Regions from separate parts of the Mus musculus genome. Here regions 1, 3, 4 and 5 are each linked to region 2. A link is a contact called in public promoter capture Hi-C data. All regions are on one chromosome and are shown on one strand. Each heading gives the region's core, a stretch centred on a gene start, on an enhancer-like site or on the middle of the called end of the contact. The rest is flanking DNA. Distances are from core to core; before and after follow the strand shown.

Region 1 (2,700 bases), core at 180-2,679, 2.3 Mb after region 2:
GGACCATCTGGTCCAAGTCAGAGCCCAACTCCAGACCCCAGAGACTGGCGTGATGACCCAAGCCCCTCCTTCCCCCAAAGCTGTGTTTGCTAGACTTCACAGCCCCCACGTCCCCTCCTGCCTACCTCTCCCTAGGCTCACAAGCACTTGTGCTCACAATTTTTGTGTGAGCCTTACCTGCTTTCCCAATCAAACCTGAACCCATAGAGTCATCTCTATGCTACCAAGAGGCTTTGTGTTCCAATCTAAGGGGTCTCTGCTCACAGACAGGTGCACATTTCAGATCAGACATCACCCACATCCACTACTCAAACCCCAGCCCCAGGCTCAGCCTTGCTGACCTCTGACTGATGCCAGGTTCTCTCAGGAGCTCTGTCCTCAAAAGTTCCTCCATCCCAACCATCACATAGAACTCTCCCCTTCCTATCTCTGCCTATTTCTCTGTGTTGCACTGCTCCAGGGACATAGCGGCCCACCTCCCCTGTTTCTAAAACAGCCCGGGCCACACTTACTGCGCCCGTTGGCTCTGATGAAGTGGGTGGCTTGCTCAGGGCCACCTGGCTCTCGGGCATACACCTGGTGCTGCACACTGAGGTTGCTGCCCTGCAGGGCCTCAAAGACGCCCTCGATGGTGAAGTAGTGGGGCCGGTCATCTGTGCGAGCATCCAGATACAGCAAAGCAGCCCGAGCTGTCCAATTGAAGTGCCCGTGCAATGTCACTACAAACTCACCCAGCTTGGGCGCAGAGGGGCCAGTGCGAACCAGGGTACGATAATGCTCATTCTTAGCTGCAAAGCCAGAGGCCACTGCCCCCGCAGTCAGGAGGGGAAGGCGCCAGTGTGAGGCAAAGCGAGCCACAGAGGCAGCGGGGTACACACAACCGGGGCCCAACAGAAGGTCGGGGTCATGGTACAGCTTGAGGTCCACAGCGCGCAGTGGTGCCAGGTACTCAGAGCAGGCGCCGTCTAGTTCGGAGCTGACAAACCGCAGGTCCACGGGCAGTGCCCGGCCCAGTGCCTCCACAGCCAGTGCCACAGCAGGACCCACCCGTGGCCAGGCCCAGGCATAGCTCAGGTTGTGTTCTGGCAGCACCACCGCCAGCGTCAGGTTCCGTGCCCCCGGAGGACGCACCCCACCTGCCAGGGCTGCCACCACCAGCAGCAGGGATGGCAGTGCCATGGGGATAGAGCAGCTGACCCACGGTCCCCCGAACCAGGGGCCGCTCTGGCCTACTGGGCAGGCACAAGCGCCACCCAGCCTGGAGCCTGGGGAAGAGGGCCAGGAAGAGAAGTGGGGGCAAGCTTAGTCGGCCCGGATACAGAAAGTGCTGGGGACCACGCAAGAAGAGGATGGGGGGAAACCTGGGTCGGGAAGGAGTGGGCTACCAGCCCACAGCCAGGTCCAGGGACTAAGGATAGGGTGGCAGAAGGAAGAAGAGACCAAGGGGGCCTGCGACCGGGATGAGGACAGTGAGAGGTGAAGTAGCCTGACAATTCCAAGCCGAGAAGGGAGGAATCTGAGCCTGGGATGGGGTAGGGACTTGGGGGAGGCTGGCACAAAGAAACGGCCCGGGGACACCTCACAGCTGATCGGGCCGGGAGAGCAAAGAGCTGCGAGAAGCCAGAGCCCCGGGCTGAGGTGGGAGGGCGCCCGCCGCGGAAGGACTGGGACATGGGCAGGCAGGGAGCGAAGCGAGGCCTGGGCCAGAGGGGAGGGAAAGGCAGGGGTGACTCTCCCAGTGACGGCTTCTCCCGAAGCTCCTGCCTGGACTAACGGGCCCGGGCGCTGGTCCCATCCGGAGCTGCGGCGGCCCCGCCCGTGTCCCCCGCTCCTCTCCGCTCCGCTTCTCCCGGGCCCGGCGGCCTGCGCTGCCCGCCGCTGCCTCCCGCCCCCCGCCTGGGCCCCCGCGCGCGCCGCTCGCTCGTCCAGGTCAGGTCGCCTCGGCCCGGCGCGTCTCCGCTCGCTGCGCCCGCGGCGGCGGCCGAGTGTGACTTCCCCGGCAGGCCGCCCGACCCCGCCCCTCCCCCTCCCCTCCCCGCCCGGCCCCACCCTCCGGCTGCTGCTGCCACCCCCACCCCTGCCTGGCGCCCAGGGACCTCCCAGTCCCCAAACCACCCGGTGAGCGCCCCAGGGGCTCAGCACCCCGGGCCTCTAGGCCAGCGAGGTTCATGGGCGTCCCCATACTGTAAGGGCCTTCCTCTGCTTCCCCCAAGCCCCTTGTGCACAGGACTGCTCCCATCTCACTCATGCCTGCCTTCTTCCCTTGACACCCCACTTTTCTTAGAGTCCATTCACTCAATCAGATTTCCGCAGATGCTCCAGTCTCCAGGAAACTGTCAGAAATCCCCAATCACTGGGTATCCATTTATTCCTGGGTAGGGAAAACTCTACCCATCTCCTCAACGCCAGAGTGCTTTTCCTCAGGCAGGAGGAAGTCAGACCCTCATGGCACCAAAGGACTCCATTCTTCTCGGATCTTTATGGAGTCCACGAGTCCTCCTCTTCCTGGGGACTCAACTCTCCACTCTGTTTCTGTCTCCACGGTCGTTCTGCTCTTATGCCTATTGGATCCATCAGCCATCTGTTCCCAGGGCCTTGTCCTTTTGTCTTCCTGAGCCACACTTGGTGGGAGCTTATGGACTGACTAAGCCTAACAGGCCTCAGCAATTAAAGTTCATTGTACCCCCACCTAGGGATCCA
Region 2 (2,700 bases), core at 18-2,517:
GCCAGCACAGTCCTTTGCATGTAACTGAAGCTCGCCTACGTCAGCTGAGTCTACACTATATGCTAACTTATCCTAAAAATTTGCGTGTCCCTGTCATCAAAAACCTTGAAATCCCAACCTGTAAAATATGGGCAGTTTGGGTAAATAGAAAGCCTCTTTAGAAGATTATTATTATGAGCCAAAGACTTATCTTGTCTTGAGAACACTTCAAAGGGTCAGTTAGCTATTCCCATTCGGTTCTTGAGCAGACTTAGAGACCAGAGGTGCAATTGATTCCCGACCTTACATTTAAGCTTTAGAAGCTCAGATTCCAATACATTATCTGCAAAGGCCGCACTGTAGAATGCCACATTTTCATCCACATCATGGAGGTCGGGAAGAGACAGGGATTTAGTTCTAAATTACACTTCTGCCACTAAAGGCGTTTCTAGTTCCAAGAACACTTCTCTGCAAACGTCCACCTGCAGAGCATAGGTGGGCACCACCAACACGAATCGTGGTTTTCTCGGTTAGTTTGTGGTGTTGGTATCAGAATCCTTTGGGGTTGGGCTTTAACATCTATACACACCTCTCTTCCCTGCTCCCCAAGATGACTGGGTAGTGGTAGCCCTGGATATTGACAGAAATGTACCCTCAAGCGGACAGGAGCAGAAAGGCTGTCAGCTCCCACTTGACTTCCAAGACAACTTCTCCGTGAATGCTTGTTTCCTCCCCAGCGCTCACGGTTGACAGGAACGGCTACGTGTAGGTCCTGTGTGATGTGCGCGGCCTGCACCGGCCGGTCTCGAGGGCGGAGGCCGCCGCAGTGTGGCCCGCGGGGCTGGCACAACTGCGCAGAGCTCGGGTACCGCTGCCCAGCACGGGCGGCCGAGGCCGGTTGCTCCTGACCGGGAGCTACTTCCTGCTCAGAGCTGCGCGCCTCCCACGCCCCCCTCTGCAGCTCCTGCTGCACCGCGACCGGCTGGGTGGACGTCCCGGGGCGTCACGCACGACGCTCTGGAACCCCGCCACGGCGGGGACCAGGCCCGGGCCTGAGGCGCCGCGCCCAGCCGCTGTCCTGCCCGTGCCCTGCCGTCCCGCAGCCCGCCCCGCGTCGCCCGCACCTGTCGCGCCCCGACCGAGCTCACCTCGTCCCGGGGACCCGCGGCCCAAGCCCGCGCCTCTGGGCCCGGCTCCCTCCGCTCCCTCCGCCAGGGCGGCCGCCGCCCACTTTCGGTTTCCCCGCACGGCCTGAGCCGTGGCTTGGGAATCACCTAAAGCCCCGCCCTCTGGGCCACGCCCCGTCGCACCACGCCCCGCCCCTTCGCCGGCCGGCTTAGCTCTGCGCAGACGCAGGCGCTCCGGCCACGGCTGCCCACTTCGAGGTCCGCGTGTGAGAAGGGAAACCGACGCCGCCTAGCGGTTTCTGCGCGTGCGCACGCCGTCCTGACGCTCGGGGTGTGGATTTATTTCTCTTTCCACAAAGTTCGTTCTCTTCAGCATCTCAATACTTCTTTTCATCTTCTAGACAGTCTGTCTTTAGCTGTCTTCTAGGTCACTCTTTGGAGGAGGGGGACTATATTAAAATGCTTTGCCACATACCCTTCACGCGTGTGTAACAACGCTGCTTTCATCCACTGCTCTAAAACTAAAGCTGTTTGAGGGCAGAGATCCTAGAACACTGCCCAGTATATAATAAGCATAAAATAAATACTTATCAAATTCTTTAATTCATTCAAAACACGTTGAATAGCTGCTATTTATTCACTCCACGGTAATTCCACTAACATTTATTTAATGCTGGATTGCTTTAACCCGTTGTGAAAACTTGGCATCATTCTGTATATTTTTGCTGAAAGCCTGCTGCTGCTTACTCAATCAGCAATTTTTTTTAACAGTTTGAGGTACACTTGCCATACTATAAGCTGCACGATTCAAATGTACACTTTCATGTGTTTGGTATGCATACAACAGAGAAACAATCACAGATAGTAACATGAGGAACATAGCCACACCCTCAAAGTTCTCTCTCTTTCTATAATGTTTGCCTCATTCCCTACCGTTTAGTCCTGTAAGTGCCCACTTACTTACTATAGAGCTCTTGCTTTTTCTGGAGTTTTATATAAATATAATTATTTCATATGTATTGTCATTAAGGGGGAGGATCTGGCTTTCTTCACTCATCAGAATTCTATTGAGACTCTTCTGTGTCGTTGCATACACTAGTACTTTATAACCTTGGCTCCCTGAGTTTCCACTCCCTGGTATTGACCCAAGAGAAAGGAAAGGGCTTATTCATCACAGACCCGTACAAGGATGTTTAAATCAGCCTTGCTTGCAATACTTAAAGACACAGAGATAGCATAAACATCCTTCAGTGGGTGAGCAGACAATTAACTGTTACAGACTCAATACCTGCTGACAAATAGCAACAGTGTATAGGGCCTATAAACCTTGTGCTTAAGGAACTTTGCATTCATTGGGAAGCTGCAGTAGGCGATGAATAGACTGGAAGGAGATCGTGAAAAGCCGGATATCCTGTGCTCAGTAGGTTCTGTCTTAAGGCTTTGACCAGGGGTGTTCTTTGAACACTGTTCTCTTTCATAATCTCACATCTGGTCCCTGCCTAAAGCTGCCGAAGTGTCTCTGAAACAGAATTCTCTACATTGCCTTGATTCTATTTCAGTCTGTTTCAGATGTCTTTCTCCCTGCCCTGTCCGC
Region 3 (2,700 bases), core at 4-2,503, 2.5 Mb after region 2:
CACAAGCCTCCTTCAGAACCTTTAATTGGAAAGTGGGTTATCATAACACCGTGAAACTGTCAGCCGCCATGCCTACCTCTCTTCCACGGGTCCCGCTCCTCTTCTCAACTGCTTATGTATTCTTCTCCATGCATAAGACAGAAATACTGGTCTCGAACTCACAAGAGCTGTTCCTGCCTCTGTCTCCCCTGAATGCTGGGATTAAAGGCGTCTAACACTACGCCTGGGTAGAATTTATTAATCTATCTTTAAACTCCAATCTTCATCCTAGCCTGTCAAGTCTGCCTGGCTCTTTAATCTCATCTAGTTTTATGTTACTAATTAGTTCAGCCTCTATTCCCCTGTGCAAGTAATTGACCAGAGTTGAAGATAAAGCACTGGGTGGTAGGTTCCACTTTCCATGTCAACAGTTTCAAAGTAATCAGAATGTACAGTCAGTTCACATTTCAGGGTTTCCTTCCTAAGGAGAGCACGAAACGGCTTGGTGTCTGGTCCACTAGACACTCTGTTGCTGCCGCGATTAACTCCTTGGGCCAAGGTTGGAGCCTCAGCAGCAACTTCTTTTTTTGCATACTGACACTAGTTGGGTTAAAACCCCACTTACATCAGACACTAAGTGGATGAGCTCCAGATTGAAAATCGATCGTCACTGGAGAGAGGAGTAAAAGTAACGGTTTCTACAATTTCTCAGCCCCCTACATCCATTATCTCTCTGGATCCTCGAATGCCCCAATAATGTGGAAAAACCAAGGAACGAGCCTTCATTTTACAGGTAGCCGGGAAGCGGTTGTTCTTGGTACTGTAGCGGCCCCAGGAGATTAAGGCCCAGGGCTCCCACAACCCACCGCCATACCGCACCTGCAAACACTTGAACAGCACAAAAGCCACGACGGCCGCGGTGTACAGAGCGCCCAAAGACAGCGATCCGGCCCGGGCTCGCTCGCGCTGATCCTTGGGTGGCGGCTGCCGCCGAGGTTCGGTGGTTCCCGGACTGACCTGGGAGCCCCGTTCTGTGGATTAAAGCCATCGGTCAGTTTCTACTAGGCAGTCCCAGCCTCCCTCCAGCAGCTCTCGCAGGTACCTGGGTGTGCCCCCAGATCGGCGCTGGGGCGCTCCCCAAGGACTCCAAAAGGCGCAGACACAAGCAGCAGCCCCAGAATACTCAACACGGGGCCAGCGCCCTCCATGCCTGGCCCACCAGAATCGCACGCCGGGTACCCCGCGTTCCAGCGCTGGGCCTCCGGCCGTAGTGCGCACGCGCAGGAGACCACGCCTACATCGGGGGGGCTGAGTCCCTTAAGGCGGCCACGCCCATCTCAGGATGGGTTTAAGCAATATTTGCATAAACCACGCCCACCTAGCGTTCCTACATTAATTAATGACCTATCTATTTATAGCTTTCTTAAACAATTATGTCTCCAGAATCTTTCAGGATAAAGTATCATGCCTAAAACAATGGCTCATTGTTTTTCTACCTAGAGAGACCAATTTTCTCACCATAACCAAAAAATTAAGCCTGTTGTAGAGTCATAAATTAGTCGCGCCTAGAAGCTAAGGCAGCTCGCTCTGAAGGCCTGTTTCCTAGGCTACATACGAGGGACATGTTCCTTATCCTTTCGCCTAGGGGAAAGTCCCCGGACCACGGGCAGAGAGTGCCGCGTGCACACGCGCGTAGACTTCCCCCGCAAGTCACTGTTAGCCCGCCAAGAAGCGACCCCTCCGGGGCGAGCTGAGCGGCGTGCAGCGGGGCGTCATCCGTCAGCTCACATAGTGACGCAGGCAGTGCGACCTGGCTCGCACCAACCACACGGGGCTCATTCTCAGCGCGGCTACACTTTTATTTATTTATTTTTGTTTGTTTGTATTTTGGTTTTTTGACAGGGTTTCTCTGTGTAGCCCTGGCTGTCCTGGCACTCACTTTGTAGACCAGGCTGGCCTCGAACTCAGAAATCCTCCTGCCTCTGCCTCCCGAGTGCTGGGATTAAAGGCGTGCGCCACCACGCCCGGCCACTTTTATTTCTATACAACCTTCAGAGCCAGATGTGAATGTACTAATTAGGAAATCAAGGTCACCCTTTCCTAAGAAAAGAAGAAAGAAAACGGAGACAAATCTGAATTCCTAATTTATTCTTTAATAGCTGTAATTCTTTTTTTAGACTGCTAGTCCAAAGAGAGCAAGACTGTGGGTTTTGCTTTTTTGTTTTTTTCCATTTTACTGTCCGAGCCTAGTCACTTGTTGCTAGGGGAACTTGAGGAAGTGAATGAAATTAATGAATGAATGTTCACAGCGACTCAAAAGGCAAATATACAACTAGGTCCTTCTGGGTCTCATGTAACCTGGGCTGGCTTCATTCTCATGTAGCTGGAGCTGGCCTAGAACTCCTAACCCTCCTGCTTCCATTTCTCAAATGCTGGGATTATGTAGTAGCAAGCACATAAGATTCACAGAGCTGCCAGATGTGGCACCACACTCCTTTAATCCCAGCAGTGGGGAGACAAAAGCAGACAGATCTCTATGAGTTCAAGGCCTGGTCTACATAGTGAGACCCTCTCTCAAAACCGAACAAAAGGAATGAAGACTGAAGTGTGGACACTATGCCCCTCCTTAGATTTGGGAACAAAACACCCATGGAAGGAGTTACAGAGACAAAGTTTGGAGCTGAGATGAAAGGATGGACCATGTAGAGACTGCCATATCCA
Region 4 (2,700 bases), core at 144-2,643, 3.0 Mb after region 2:
GTCGAGGCAGTGTACACCTTTAACTCCAGCACTTGAGAGGCAGAGACAGGCTAATCTCTGTGAGTTTGAGGCCAGCCTGGTGTACAGAGGGTGTTCCAGGGCATCAGGGCTACACAGAGAAAGCCTCTCTGGAAAAGAAAAAGAACACAACAACCACCACCACTGCACCCCCCCCCCCCCGCACCTCCACCCAAAAAAGAAACAACAACAACAACAACAACAACAACAAAACTCTCATTGCCTGCTGGATAAGATGGTGCACACCTGTAATTCTAGCACTTGAGAGGCTCAGGCAGGAGGATCACCATCAGGTGGAGGTTGCAAAGCCAGTACCAGGCCAGCCAGGATTACACAGTGAAACTCTCAAAAATATCATCGGGCTGTACAGACGGCTCGTCTTAAGAGTACTTAGTGCTCGTGCAGGCCCTCAGGCCTGTGTTCAAGGTTGGTTCCCAGTGCCCATGTCAGGTGGCTAAGGACTAAAATTCAAATCCAGGGCATTGGGCATCTCTGCCCATCAGTCCTGCATGCACTCACATGTACCTACCCATAAACAGACGCATAAACGTAATTTTAAAAAACACAAAATAAAAACAAGCCTTCAAAAATGATAACAACAAGGCAAAAGCAAATCTTGTTAAACCTGTGAAAGTGATTTCTTGTTTTCTAAGCTTTTTATTTGGGGCTCTTTTTTTTTTCTTTTTCTAGACAGGGTTTCTCTGTATAGCCCTGACTGTCCAAGAACTCACTTTGTAGACCAGGCTCAGAAATCTGCCTGCCTTTGTCTCCCCAGTGCTGGGATTAAAGGCGTGTGCCACCACGCCCAGCTTTATTTGGGGCTCTTGTATGTCTTTTGTGAAGTGTTTTGAGTTGCTGCTACCATATACATAGTGTCAAGTACTTTTTTTCTCCTTCCTTTCTGCGTAGGAATGTCCGATTCTCCGCGTTTTTTGTTTTTTTGTTTTTCTCAAAGAGAAAGGATGAGATTACCAAGGGCTTCAGTCTCCTGTCCTTAGTTTTCGGGAGACATTTTCTTCCGGGGTTGGGGGGTTGGGTGGGGGTAGGGATGGGTGATGAGGAATCTTTTCTTGGGCGTTCTCCACAGTACTACAACTCCCAGCAAACACCGCGCGGTCCGTCTTCCAGCCACGGAGCGGGGAAACCTGGACTGCCGTTGGTTCTAAGGCAGAGCGCCGCCAGAGACTGGTGCCAAGACCCACTCCTCCTAAACTAGCCTCAACACTCTGACCCCCGCGGAGGCCCTGCAGACCCAGCAGTTCGTCCTTGGCATGTGGCTGGCCTCCTGTCTCCCCGCCTCCTTGTTCCGGGTTTCTTTTCAGTTTCCCGCGGAACCGTCTCTTGAAGACAACCAACCGCGGCCGAGAGTGTTGCAGCTTGGCCAACCACAGGCGCGGTGGGTGGTGGCGGGGACTGAGAGGTGGGTTTCTGGTCAGGGAGAGCAAGCCCGGCTGCGACCCGGGGGGAGTCCGGTGGGGTGCAGAAGTGGCTTCTTGCGGTTAGGGTGAAGACACCGGTGGGACCAGCCTCCACCCATGAAAAGACCCCTTCGGGTAACAGTGATCTACCTCGGCGACAATGTCCAGCCAGGTCATTCCAGCCCTCCCCAAAACATTTTCCAGTAGCCTGGACCTGTGGAGGGAAAAGAACGACCAGCTTGTTAGACAGGCTAAGGTAATGTGGTTGCTGGGACTCTCACCTTGTACCCTCAAGATGTCAGAAAGCGGCTTTGTAATGATCTCACCCTAGTCTAGGGGGAAGGAACAGAGCTTGACCTCCGTCCTTAGAAACAGAAGTGACAGGAATATGTGTCCCTCCCTGTCTCTGTTACAAGGGAGAAAGACTGATCCTTAATGCCTCCCTACATAATTTCAGCAACTCACCAGGGATTCTCGTCCCTCTCTGAGGCGACAGCAATCGGCCCAAGACACACTGGAAGGGCTTAGGGAACTCCTCCTCACTCTACAAGGTAAGAACGACCTTCCAGAAGGTTCAGTTCCCCCCTCAGACCACCCCGCAAATCACCAGCATTCAAAGATGAGCTTCTTTTACGAGGTTCTAGGATTGAGGTGATTTTCCTAGGGCTTATGGAGTCCTGCGTAAAGCCCAGAAGAGACTGGGTGGGATTGTCTTTCAGTAGCTTAATTCCTTCTTCTTTTCACACACACACACACACACACACACACACACACACACACACACACACACACACAGGAACATTTGAAGAGGTGATTTTCAGGAGATTTAGAGAACTTCCTGCTCTTTCCAAAGTTGTCTGAGCAAAAACTGAATTCCTTCTTGAAGCCTTGGTTGGAGTGGGGTTGGTCTCTGGGTTGGAAACCATTTGGGCTGTGTTTCATGGGACAGCCTGTGAGACCAGCATCCTGTCGCTCCAGGACTCCCTGCTGCTGTCCCCGCTCTCCCCTTGGAGCTGACTGTCCTCTGTAATTGTATAATCCTGAGGGCTAGCCTAGTCCAGGCTTTCACTGAAGATCTTACCCAGGATCTTCAAAGGGGCCTCGAAAGAGGTAAGGTCTCCTCTGCTCCTGGTAGTTTCAGTTTGGATTTAGGGATGAGGCTGGGGGGTGAGAGGAACATCTGTCCACGGAGACAGATGTTCTTTTCTAATCCTCTGTATGTTCCTCAGACTAGGCAGGTGTATTATTGTAGTCTTTGGGCTCT
Region 5 (2,700 bases), core at 14-2,513, 2.9 Mb after region 2:
CTCAGCTGGGATGAGGGGTGCCCCTCATTCAGTCACATGGTTCCCAGTTACTCCACTCCTCACTTAAGACTCTGACCCAGCCTCAACCCTTAACTCTTGGGGCTTGGCTGAGGGGAACAAGCATTTGCTGAAACTTGAAAAACAAAACAAACAAACAAAAAAATGGGAAAAATTGTACCTGGTACATTTTTTAAGGAAAAAAAAAAGAATAAATTCTTGTTTGGAAACTTGAACTAACCTCTACTTTTTTTTGTGTTCAAGAGGATGGAGATGTGGGGCCTAAAGGGAGCTGGAATTCTGGCAACAAGCTCAAACCCATGAGATCTTAGGCTGGGATGAGCTGAGTCTTGGACCATAGTCTTAGTCCTTTTTGTATAAGGTGCTGGGGGCTGGGTGGGTAAAGTGAAGCTACAGAGGCTAAACTCTGAGAATCTGGATTCTTACACTGATTCTGTAGTTTAGCCCCATCAGAACCTCAGTGTCTGTATATGTAAAATGAAGGAGGAGGAGGAGAATGAGAAGAAGGAGATGAGGGGGGATACAGGCCTCTTAAAGCTTGTATTTGAGAGAGTGTCAGAGACCTGAGCAAGGTTGATGTGTTTCAGACAAAAATGAAAGGCTGAGGCTCTTTGTTTCCCTCTGTATGTAAGGGGATCATGCCTGACCGTTTCTGGCTCAGAAAAAAATATGAAAAAGAGCTGTTGATGCCTTGGGAAAAGAGGGAAGGGAGAAATCTCCGCCCAGTCCTAAGGTAAAGTTAGGCCTCCTAGTTACCATGACAACGGGAATGGGGTCAGTCCCCAGTGGGAGAGCTGGGCACAACAGCATGACTACCCAAGAATGTCACTATGGCAACCACGGGCAACTACTGAGCGCCAATCCAATCCATTGTCGTTATGGTGACAGATTAGGACAGTTATACACGAGCTGGAGGGTAAACTGAGTCACGGCTGTGGGTACAGAATTTGGTGGGCGGTGTTCCTGTACCACTTGCGGACGGAATATTGCCTCAATTTCTACCACAATGCCCAGGAGCTTCGTAGTTTTTGAGAACCAGAACAAACTTGCACTCTCGGGCTCTCTCTTCAAAGCCTACGTTTCCCAGGGAACGATTTGACGGACGCCGACTAGTGGGGATGGGAGGGTGGACTAATACGCCGGAAGTACGTCGGGCGGAGTGGACCAGCTGAAGGAAGGGCTCGGGTTCAGGCTTCACAAGAGGCCGCTCTGCCCCACCTCTCGTTGGTTCCGGAGGTCGCCGAGGCTGTGGGAAATGCTGGCGCGCGCGGCGCGGGGCACTGGAGCCCTTTTGCTGAGGGTGAGAGCGAGGCAACCTTCACCAGAGGCTCGGGACCGACATCACCTGGGTCTTGAGCTGGGAAGGAGTGGGCTTCTAACTTTGGGGGAAGGACTGTGGTCACAGGTCATGGTCCCCACGTGAATCACTCTCCGGGGACCCTTGGGGGGGGTGTCGAGATCTAGGGAGAGGGATTTAGGGATCCGCGCCTGGTCCCCAGCCTACTCTCGTCTTCCTTCAGGGCTCGGTGCAGGCTTCTGGCCGCGTTCCGCGCCGCGCCTCCTCTGGACTGCCCCGAAACACCGTGATCCTGTTTGTGCCTCAGCAGGAGGCCTGGGTGGTGGAGCGAATGGGCCGATTCCACCGGATCCTGGAACCGGTGAGAACCTCTCTTGCCCGCCCTCAGCCAGCCAGATCGTCTGATCGTTTACTCGTGTGGAAGTGGGACTTCCGTCGGGGCCTGTCTGCACTTCTAACCTGCGAGGACCAGTTCTAGCAGAGCCCAGTCTCCTGAACACCACCTCCGTGTTTCCCCGCTTTCCTAATACCCTAGTGACCCATAGGCTTCATTCCTGGAGCTACCATACTCTAAAGGCAGCAGCTCTTGCTGGCTTCCATTCTTGACATTCATAAGCCTAGTCTTATCTTTTTGTACTCTTAGGTTTCCCTACCAGTGACACCCCAGCCTTTGAGGCCATGATAGGAGGGATTGCTTCTCTATGTTTATACGTGACTTACTACTTACTCCAGACTTAGCTTAGAGTTCAAGTTTACTAGCCTCACCCTTCTGAGAATCTATGGCTCCTCTTCTCAGGGCCTGAACGTCCTGATCCCCGTGTTAGACCGAATCCGGTATGTGCAGAGTCTCAAGGAAATTGTTATCAACGTGCCTGAGCAGTCAGCCGTAACTCTTGGTGAGAGCGATGGGGTGACAGGGATGTGCTAAGTGCGCTAGGATGTGGTTGCTATAGATCCAGGGCTTAGGAGAAAGAGCTGGTTGGGACTTAGAGGTCTGACCGACAGTTTTTTTCTCTTCTGTTTGCTCCTGCAGACAATGTAACACTACAAATAGATGGAGTCCTTTATCTGCGCATCATGGATCCTTACAAGGTATCTGCCCTGGGTTTATCTAGTTTTCTGAACTGCCTCTTCCTTAAAATCCTGCATCTTCAGTTCTGATCCTATACCTGCCCTTTCAGGCAAGTTACGGTGTGGAAGACCCAGAGTATGCTGTCACCCAGTTAGCTCAGACGACTATGAGATCAGAGCTTGGCAAACTCTCTCTGGACAAAGTTTTTCGGGTAAGCGGATCTGGGCTGGAGTAAGGGCTTAAGTGCATAAACTGTTGACTCTTTCCTGGGGAGCAAGGTTAGCCAGGGGCCTTCCCAGTTTAGGCTTTTGAT

The links. Promoter capture Hi-C pulls out the DNA fragments that hold promoters and counts their contacts.
Region 1: a promoter capture Hi-C map of liver shows a contact between it and region 2, with 2.4 times the contacts expected there. The contact joins the promoter of Npr2 here to the promoter of Tdrd7 in region 2. A contact is called at or near these places in 2 of 39 promoter capture datasets (liver and pre-B cells).
Region 3: a contact with region 2 is called in a promoter capture Hi-C map of pre-B cells, with 8 times the contacts expected there. The contact joins the promoter of Ccdc107 here to the promoter of Tdrd7 in region 2. A contact is called at or near these places in 2 of 39 promoter capture datasets (pre-B cells and second pharyngeal arch cranial neural crest).
Region 4: a contact with region 2 is called in a promoter capture Hi-C map of erythroid cells, with 6 times the contacts expected there. The contact joins the promoter of Fancg here to the promoter of Tdrd7 in region 2. A contact is called at or near these places in 2 of 39 promoter capture datasets (erythroid cells and liver).
Region 5: a contact with region 2 is called in a promoter capture Hi-C map of pre-B cells, with 4 times the contacts expected there. The contact joins the promoter of Stoml2 here to the promoter of Tdrd7 in region 2. A contact is called at or near these places in 2 of 39 promoter capture datasets (liver and pre-B cells).

What each region holds. Positions count from the first base shown.
Region 1 is chr4:43,630,664-43,633,363 of GRCm38.p6, reverse strand. It overlaps Npr2 (natriuretic peptide receptor 2), which reads right to left and starts at 1,429. Exons shown (of 22, transcript NM_173788.4): 1 at 513-1,429. The coding sequence starts at 1,179.
Region 2 is chr4:45,970,864-45,973,563 of GRCm38.p6, reverse strand. It overlaps Tdrd7 (tudor domain containing 7), which reads right to left and starts at 1,267. Exons shown (of 17, transcript NM_146142.2): 1 at 1,128-1,267.
Region 3 is chr4:43,491,918-43,494,617 of GRCm38.p6, reverse strand. It overlaps Ccdc107 (coiled-coil domain containing 107), which reads right to left and starts at 1,253. Exons shown (of 6, transcript NM_001037913.2): 1 at 1,082-1,253; 2 at 859-1,010. The coding sequence starts at 1,187. It also overlaps Rmrp.
Region 4 is chr4:43,008,994-43,011,693 of GRCm38.p6, reverse strand. Fancg (Fanconi anemia, complementation group G) reads left to right here and starts at 1,393. Exons shown (of 14, transcript NM_053081.2): 1 at 1,393-1,692; 2 at 1,894-1,987; 3 at 2,415-2,546. The coding sequence starts at 1,597.
Region 5 is chr4:43,029,947-43,032,646 of GRCm38.p6, reverse strand. It overlaps Stoml2 (stomatin (Epb7.2)-like 2), which reads left to right and starts at 1,263. Exons shown (of 10, transcript NM_023231.2): 1 at 1,263-1,318; 2 at 1,539-1,676; 3 at 2,112-2,211; 4 at 2,349-2,407; 5 at 2,497-2,598. The coding sequence starts at 1,274. Fam214b (family with sequence similarity 214, member B) reads left to right here. Exons shown (of 9, transcript NM_001253353.1): 9 at 1-233.